2 separate regions of the Gossypium hirsutum genome follow, and region 1 is linked to region 2. Evidence: chromatin contacts called from public Hi-C data. All regions are on one chromosome and are shown on one strand. The core of a region is the stretch at or near the end of the contact, and the rest is flanking DNA. Distances in the headings are between cores, read along the strand shown.

Region 1 (3,328 bases), core at 43-2,542, 71 kb before region 2:
AGTGAGGGCAGTTAACAAATTAATATCTGACTCAACAACCCCCATTGTGCAAAATCAACAATAGCAAATGAAAAAAGCTTCATCCAGAAAAAGTGATGGAAGAATTTAAAGGGATTTACCATATAACCCAACAATATCTGACCCAACTGATTGAAGGAGTCATGAGGCCAAGTAGCACCCTCAGGCAATGCATCGACTGGCTGAGCGACCTCTTGGTTGTCACCAGGCCTCCATCCATTAGGGCTAAAACCCTCCAAACAATTTTTACAGACATTCATCATTGTGATGAGAGTCTCCAGAATCAGCAGACGACCAACGTGAAGCCTTCAAAACTGGGCAACAACTTCATCTGTAGTAAGGCTTCATTGAAACGCACACATGTCCTTACTAGGCGATGACTATTTTATAGGGAACTTGAAGTCTTCGCCAAGTAAATTGCGAACTCAGACGTACTTTCTCTCAATCAGGCAAAGGTTGGAATAATGGTTTATAATGATTGTTTGAACCTTCTTGCGAAGGGAGAAATAGTAGAACCTCGAAGAATTCTCCAAATTAGGGCCCTTCAACTGGTAAAAATGCTAGAAAATAGCGAATATAGTTACCTCGCCGTATTGACTGTAGTCAAGAAAGTACGCAATAGTGAGCCACTAGAAAAATCTCGAGAGTTGGCTAGAAGCAATGTTGTAGCCATCTAAAAGGCTGCAGAAAAAAGGGTGCAGTGGTAAATGAAACCAACCTCAAGCACATGCATTGAAAGCAGGAAGGTATCTTTGGTGGTCTCACACAGCCGATGTGACCCCTCTGGAAGGGAGAACTCATACACAAAGTGAGGGAGTTTTATTCCCCACACCGCTAGGACTCGTTCCTACTCCTCCCGTTTAGTGGTGCAAACATAGGATTTCTTCGTGACTAGGATCAGAGATGGTCATTCCCACGGCGGACGAACTAGGATGATGTGATTATCAGTTTCTCTCATCTCACCATACTATCGATAAAAGAAAACAAAAACAGAAACCAGAAAGCAAGTGTTTTTGGGAATTACCTTTTTCTCATATTCTTGAAAATGCTAAGTGTGAAAATTTAGGGCACTGAAAGTCCTTTTAAAAAAGGATTTCCTTTCCCGCTTCTTGATGGTTCACATGACCAAGGAAGATCGACGACCCAGAGGCAAACAAATAGAAATGCGTCAACTCTTAACAGTCAAATACGCACACTCGATACCTACATGTGCACGTGGCAAAACAACCATTGTGTATCAGAGTTCGCAGTGTGCCCAAAGGGCTATATTTAAGTTGAACACTATGAACCTAAGGAGCACCACTTTATAACACCCCTTAGGCCCACTAGGGGACTAGATTGTTGTACATTAGTAGCCACCGACCTGAGCCCTAGAAAGGATCCGGGTTTTCAACCCACGACCCGAATAGATCACACTCGAAAACTAAGTGTAAGGCGAATCACGAGAGGACAACGAGGTGGATTCGCAAATATAGCTCATAAGGAGAGCTTGCAGACTCGGCTCACAAAAAGGGGTCCGTGAGCACTGGTTGCGAATTGAGCTCACAGGAATCCAGGGAAGGCCGCGGTCTCATTTCGCACGCACCCAAGTAGTGCGCAGAAAGGACCGCATACCCCACAAGCACTCAGACATGTGTCCAACAGATATGGAGCCCGCTCAGGATATCAGTCTGAGGAACAGAAAAGACCGCATGGTCCGTAGACACGTGTCTAGTAGGCTTGGAGTTCGCAGAAAATGTCAGTACAGGAGGCAATAGAATCAAGATAAAGTAGTGGGGCCCTATTATGAGTTATAATAGTATCTGGAACCACATATATAAATACCCCAATATTACTCAGCAATATTTAAAATAGTTTATAATAATTTAAAACTTGCACTAATTATATCGGTATAAATATTATTATAATTTTAAAAATTAAATAAATAATTATTCTATTAAAATATTTTATACCCAAAAGGATGTGGTAAAATTTAGGGTGATTTGGGGCTAAGAAAGGTGTTTCTGATGCTACTTACGTGTGGCATACTCTCTCAATCACATAACACTTCAATTAAAGAAACTAAACACATAGCATCACCAACCACCACCTCACATTGAGTAACCGGAAATTAATATTCCTTTGTTGAAACACGGAAAAGAGCATCACCAACCGCAACTTAAAGCCAAAATAAAAAAAATGCCCCCATAATTATAAGCTTGAAAAGGAGGTATAATAAGCTCAAATAAAAAAAAAAAAGAAAAGGCGGTGTAATAGAATTCATGGAAAAGCTTGATAGCCCATATTTACTAAATTGAAGGTGAGTAATTATAGTAGTGAATGAAATTTCTTTCTTTTTGTTTTCATTTTAAGTAATAATATGTTAATTTTAAACTTTAATCAAAAGATGGATAAAAAGAAAACAGTACCATGAAAAACCCCGAGAAGAATTTTCCTTTGATTCTCACCATTATTCACATGTACATAATTTGTAAAAGTATGTTTGATAAAAGTAAAAAAAATTATGTATAAATGAATTTTATTGAATTATTTAAAACAAAAATAGTTTATTAGTGGACATAAAATTATATTGTCTTAAAAAATTCAAACTTTTAGAATACATATTTTAATTTTGTTATCAAAATGTATCATTTTCTGTTATTATTGTCATCTATAATACATTTTTAAAAATATAAAAAAATTTGTTGTGACAAAGCCAATTGTCAACATGTCATAATGTTTTATTGATGTTGAGGCTAAAGTTTTTGTTGTGTTGATGGTTTCATTCATTAATTGTATGGTTACATTCATTGAATGAATTAATAAATTTGCCTTTAAAAATATATATAAAAAATTCTCACATAACAAGTGTTTTTTTCAAATCTGATGAAAATTATTAGGATCAACAATTAATTATGGCTTTTTTATTGTGAAAAAAAATAATTATCAAAAGAAGCATACTACAATTTTTTTTACGAAAGTAGGAAAATTTGAACAGTGCACATTCGGCGCCACCGACGTGTCAGGCAGCACTTCCGAATTTCCCCTAATCATTCAATCATCATTACAAGTTATATAAAATAATGATTTTTTTTGGTGTCGTCACTGTGTCAGGCGGCACTAGTATGTATTTTTTAAAAGTACTTGTAAGAAATACGAGTATTCCAGGTTTAAAAAATATTTTTTAATGCTATCGCCGACATGCCAAGTGGCACTAGAAGTGAAATTTTTTTGTTTGTTTTTGTAAAAAATATATGAAAAGGAAAAAAAATGAGTCTACTAAATCTTTGCATGGTGTCGCCACTAACGGAAATAGTGGATTTATCAATGA
Region 2 (3,280 bases), core at 780-3,279:
AAAAACCATTTATTTTTTGGCAAAAAAAATTCATTTATTTAATAAAATAAGTTTAATTCGATCTTAAACAAATTAAATTCAAAATTCTGTAATAAAACTCTAATAACAATTTTATGAGTATATAATATGGTTTACACCGTAAACGTTTTGACTTTGACTTAGCCATGAAGGAAAATCCCCAAGGGTGAAATAGTAAACCCAGAGAAAATCAGAGTAAAGTTATTTATTTTTCATCTAATTTTCCTTTCGGTCCCTGTACGTTTTACACGTTTAAAATTTAATTCCTCTACTTTTAATCTTAAGAATTTAGTCTTTATTCTATTCTGATTAATAATTGATGTTTAATTTATAATTTCATCAAAGAATTTTTGTTAATGCAGATTATGTAACATTTTTTTGGGTACATGAATAAGGATAAAATCATATCTAGACTAAACGAGGCTAAATCATTCCAAAATAATTACCATGTAATTATTAAAAAATTTCATCTAGGGATTGCATATAGCTATACCTACCTAAAGGCCTTGAAAATACCATTACTATCATTCCATCGATAACTTTATTGCCTTCGAATACATGTAACATTTTTAAAATAAAAGAAATGTGCTCACATGACCAGCATTACATGTGCTCAAGACCAAATAAGCCAAAAAAAAGAAAAAAGAAAAAAAAGAGAAGAAAATGTTGAATATGGGGTTGTAGGATTTTCAATTATGAATCTATGAATGTTGTAAGGTTTTTATATAATGTTTTATAAAAGTAAAATAAAACTCCATAATTTTTTTTCTCATATGAATTTTATGTAATTTTAAATTGATTATGTGAGCAATTTTTTATTTTAAAATTGTTATATGCCTTAGTGTTTTTTAGAAGTAATTTTGACATGGAAAACATTTTTGAAGCAAAAGAATGCTAAATAAGTAAATTTTGATGGAAATTTTTAGTTTTTCAAAAGCATTTTTCCAAATGAAGAAGTTTAAATTTTTAGCTTTTTCTCTCTCCAAAATATTTTTGGCAGCTTAGTTACGTTTTCATCCGTCCAACACATGATACTTTCTCTTCTCTAACTAATTGCTTAAAAAATAATTAAAATTTATTTTTCATATATTAAAATATTAACAAAAAATTATAATAAATTATTTTTTATATTCTTATTAAAATATCATGATATTAATTAATTTAAATATTATTTAAATGCTTATTTTTTTATTTTTTTAACACCATGTCTTAAATGGACATTTTATTTCTCAAAAGTAATTTTTGAAAGTAATACTAAACACTTAAATCTTAAACCAAACTTTTCAAAAATACTTCTCAAAATCACTTTTCCAAAACACTCTTTAAAAACACTTCTCAACAGCAATATTAAACTAGCCGTTTAGAATTACTTTTTAAAAGTGCTTTTGGGCCAAAAAGTAATTTTGAGCAAAAATTAAAATTATCTGCTTCTACTTTTGACTAAAAAAATACTTTTGTAAAGAATTTTTGTTTGAAAAACACATTTGAAAAGCTCAAAAGTATATTGTTTAACAATATTTTTATCTCAAAAGTGTTTCTTAGAAGCAATGCTAAACTAACACTAATTTAAGGTCAGTTAGCATTGTTCCTAATAAGCACTTTTGGGACAAAAAATATTTTTGAGATAAAAAAATTACTAAATAAGTTACTTTTTGAGCTTTTTAAAAGTGCTCTTAAGACAAAAAAAAAACTTTGCGAAAGTGATTTTTCGCCTAAAACTAGAAGCAAAAAATTTTAATTTTTATTCAAAAATATTTTTTGAACTAAAGCTACTTTTGAGAAGCAATATTAAGCTAAGCCTAATGAAAGTGTTTTGATGGTGTTATCAATTGGAGTAAAATTATCAAATAAAAAAATAAAATAAAGAGGCTAAAATTTTTAAATTAAAACTATAAAGGCTAAAAAGTTCACACATGCGTAGAGTACAGGGACTTAGAGCAGAATTAAACCATTTGTTTTTGCTCATTCATTAGGTTTAGTATTTAAAATTGCCACCGATTAACAGAGAGGCACCAGCTCTTTATTCCTTATAATTTTATTTTTAAGATTCAATTTATTTTCTCCTTCTACCTTATTTTTCCATCAGTTTCTTTTTAATGTTTTGCATTAATCGATTTTCATTAGTTGATAAGAGGAGTCTCTCACTGTCTAAATTTCGGGGCTTTTTGTGTTTTTTTTCCTTGTGAAAAGGGATATTATAGTTAATAGGTAACCGTTGTAAGTGGAACAAGGTTGCTGAAGATCGAGCGAGATTTTCTGGAAGTTGAGCTTTCTGGGTTCTTCAGCACTGAATTACAATCATATTTTTTTTAATTTTTTTTATTACTAAAAGGAGTTATAAATTTCTAGAAAAAATGTGGTGGATGATGAATGAAGGAGGAGGGCATTGTCCTAAAAAATCTGATGATATCTATGGAGATGTTTGTGGTCAGGTACTTCAATATTTTGATCTCTTTTCCTTTACCTTTTGATGTTTCTGTTAATCTTTTCGTAGGAATTTGAGGGAAATTGATGCGTTTGAGATTATTATTATTAATAATCAATTTAGCTGCTAATTGTTGGCTGTTAATTTCAACGTTTTTTGGGGGTTCGGATTATGTTTTTTGAATCTTTCCTTTTAATTTAGGGTTTGAGAGTTTGATGGTTGATTTATCGTCGATCTGAAATTGTGTTTAAGTAACCAAAAGTCTTTAAAAAGCTAAAGAATAAGTAATTTGTGAACCTAATTTACATAAAAATATTGGTTTGCTTTTAACCTATTTTATTCGGATTCGAGATGAGTGCCGTCAATATCTGTATATGTATTCGGCATGAATGTCAATACGAGTATTTTAGAAAAGATGAAGAATCTAGGTTCGTAACTTTTAATCATGGAGGAACGTCTGGAAAGCTATTACTTTTCATAGAATCTTATTGGGCATTACACTTCGAATATGAGTTGCATGTATTCCATTGCTTTTCTGAACTTCCCCTTACAAATCATGATGTTAATCGGCAGGGGCGAAGTCAGGAATTTTATGTTGGGGATCGGGATAATAGAGAATCAAATTATAAAACGTATCCCCCTTTGCTTTTTATACTCAAATAAATTTGATTAGTGGTAATATCATATCTTCTCGATGTTATAGGGTTTGAGCCGGTTGAGCATGTCGAGAATCCGCTGCATACTGCGTGGCATTGATTTGAGAACTTGTATTTTGCTGTTTGTGCTGGTTCCGACGTGCATATTTGGTATATATATTCATGGACAGAAGATTTCATA

What was found. A called contact is a pair of places that touch in the nucleus more often than the background predicts.
Region 1: a contact with region 2 is called in a Hi-C map of leaf, with 1.8 times the contacts expected there. The contact joins the enhancer-like site here to the promoter of LOC107903735 in region 2. A contact is called at or near these places in 2 of 34 Hi-C or Micro-C datasets (both in leaf).

Annotation. Positions count from the first base shown.
Region 1 is chrD05:39,607,620-39,610,947 of Gossypium_hirsutum_v2.1, reverse strand. No RefSeq gene overlaps it. Among protein-coding and RNA genes, the nearest start is that of LOC107903737, 9.5 kb to the right of the region's middle. Within about 2 kb of position 1,292, at least 2 of the 9 cell types and tissues checked have an H3K27ac peak or open chromatin away from gene starts, as enhancers often do. A contact at or near this core is called in leaf, where this site is marked.
Region 2 is chrD05:39,537,755-39,541,034 of Gossypium_hirsutum_v2.1, reverse strand. LOC107903735 reads left to right here and starts at 2,029. Exons shown (of 2, transcript XM_016829888.1): 1 at 2,029-2,450; 2 at 3,147-3,280. The coding sequence starts at 2,373.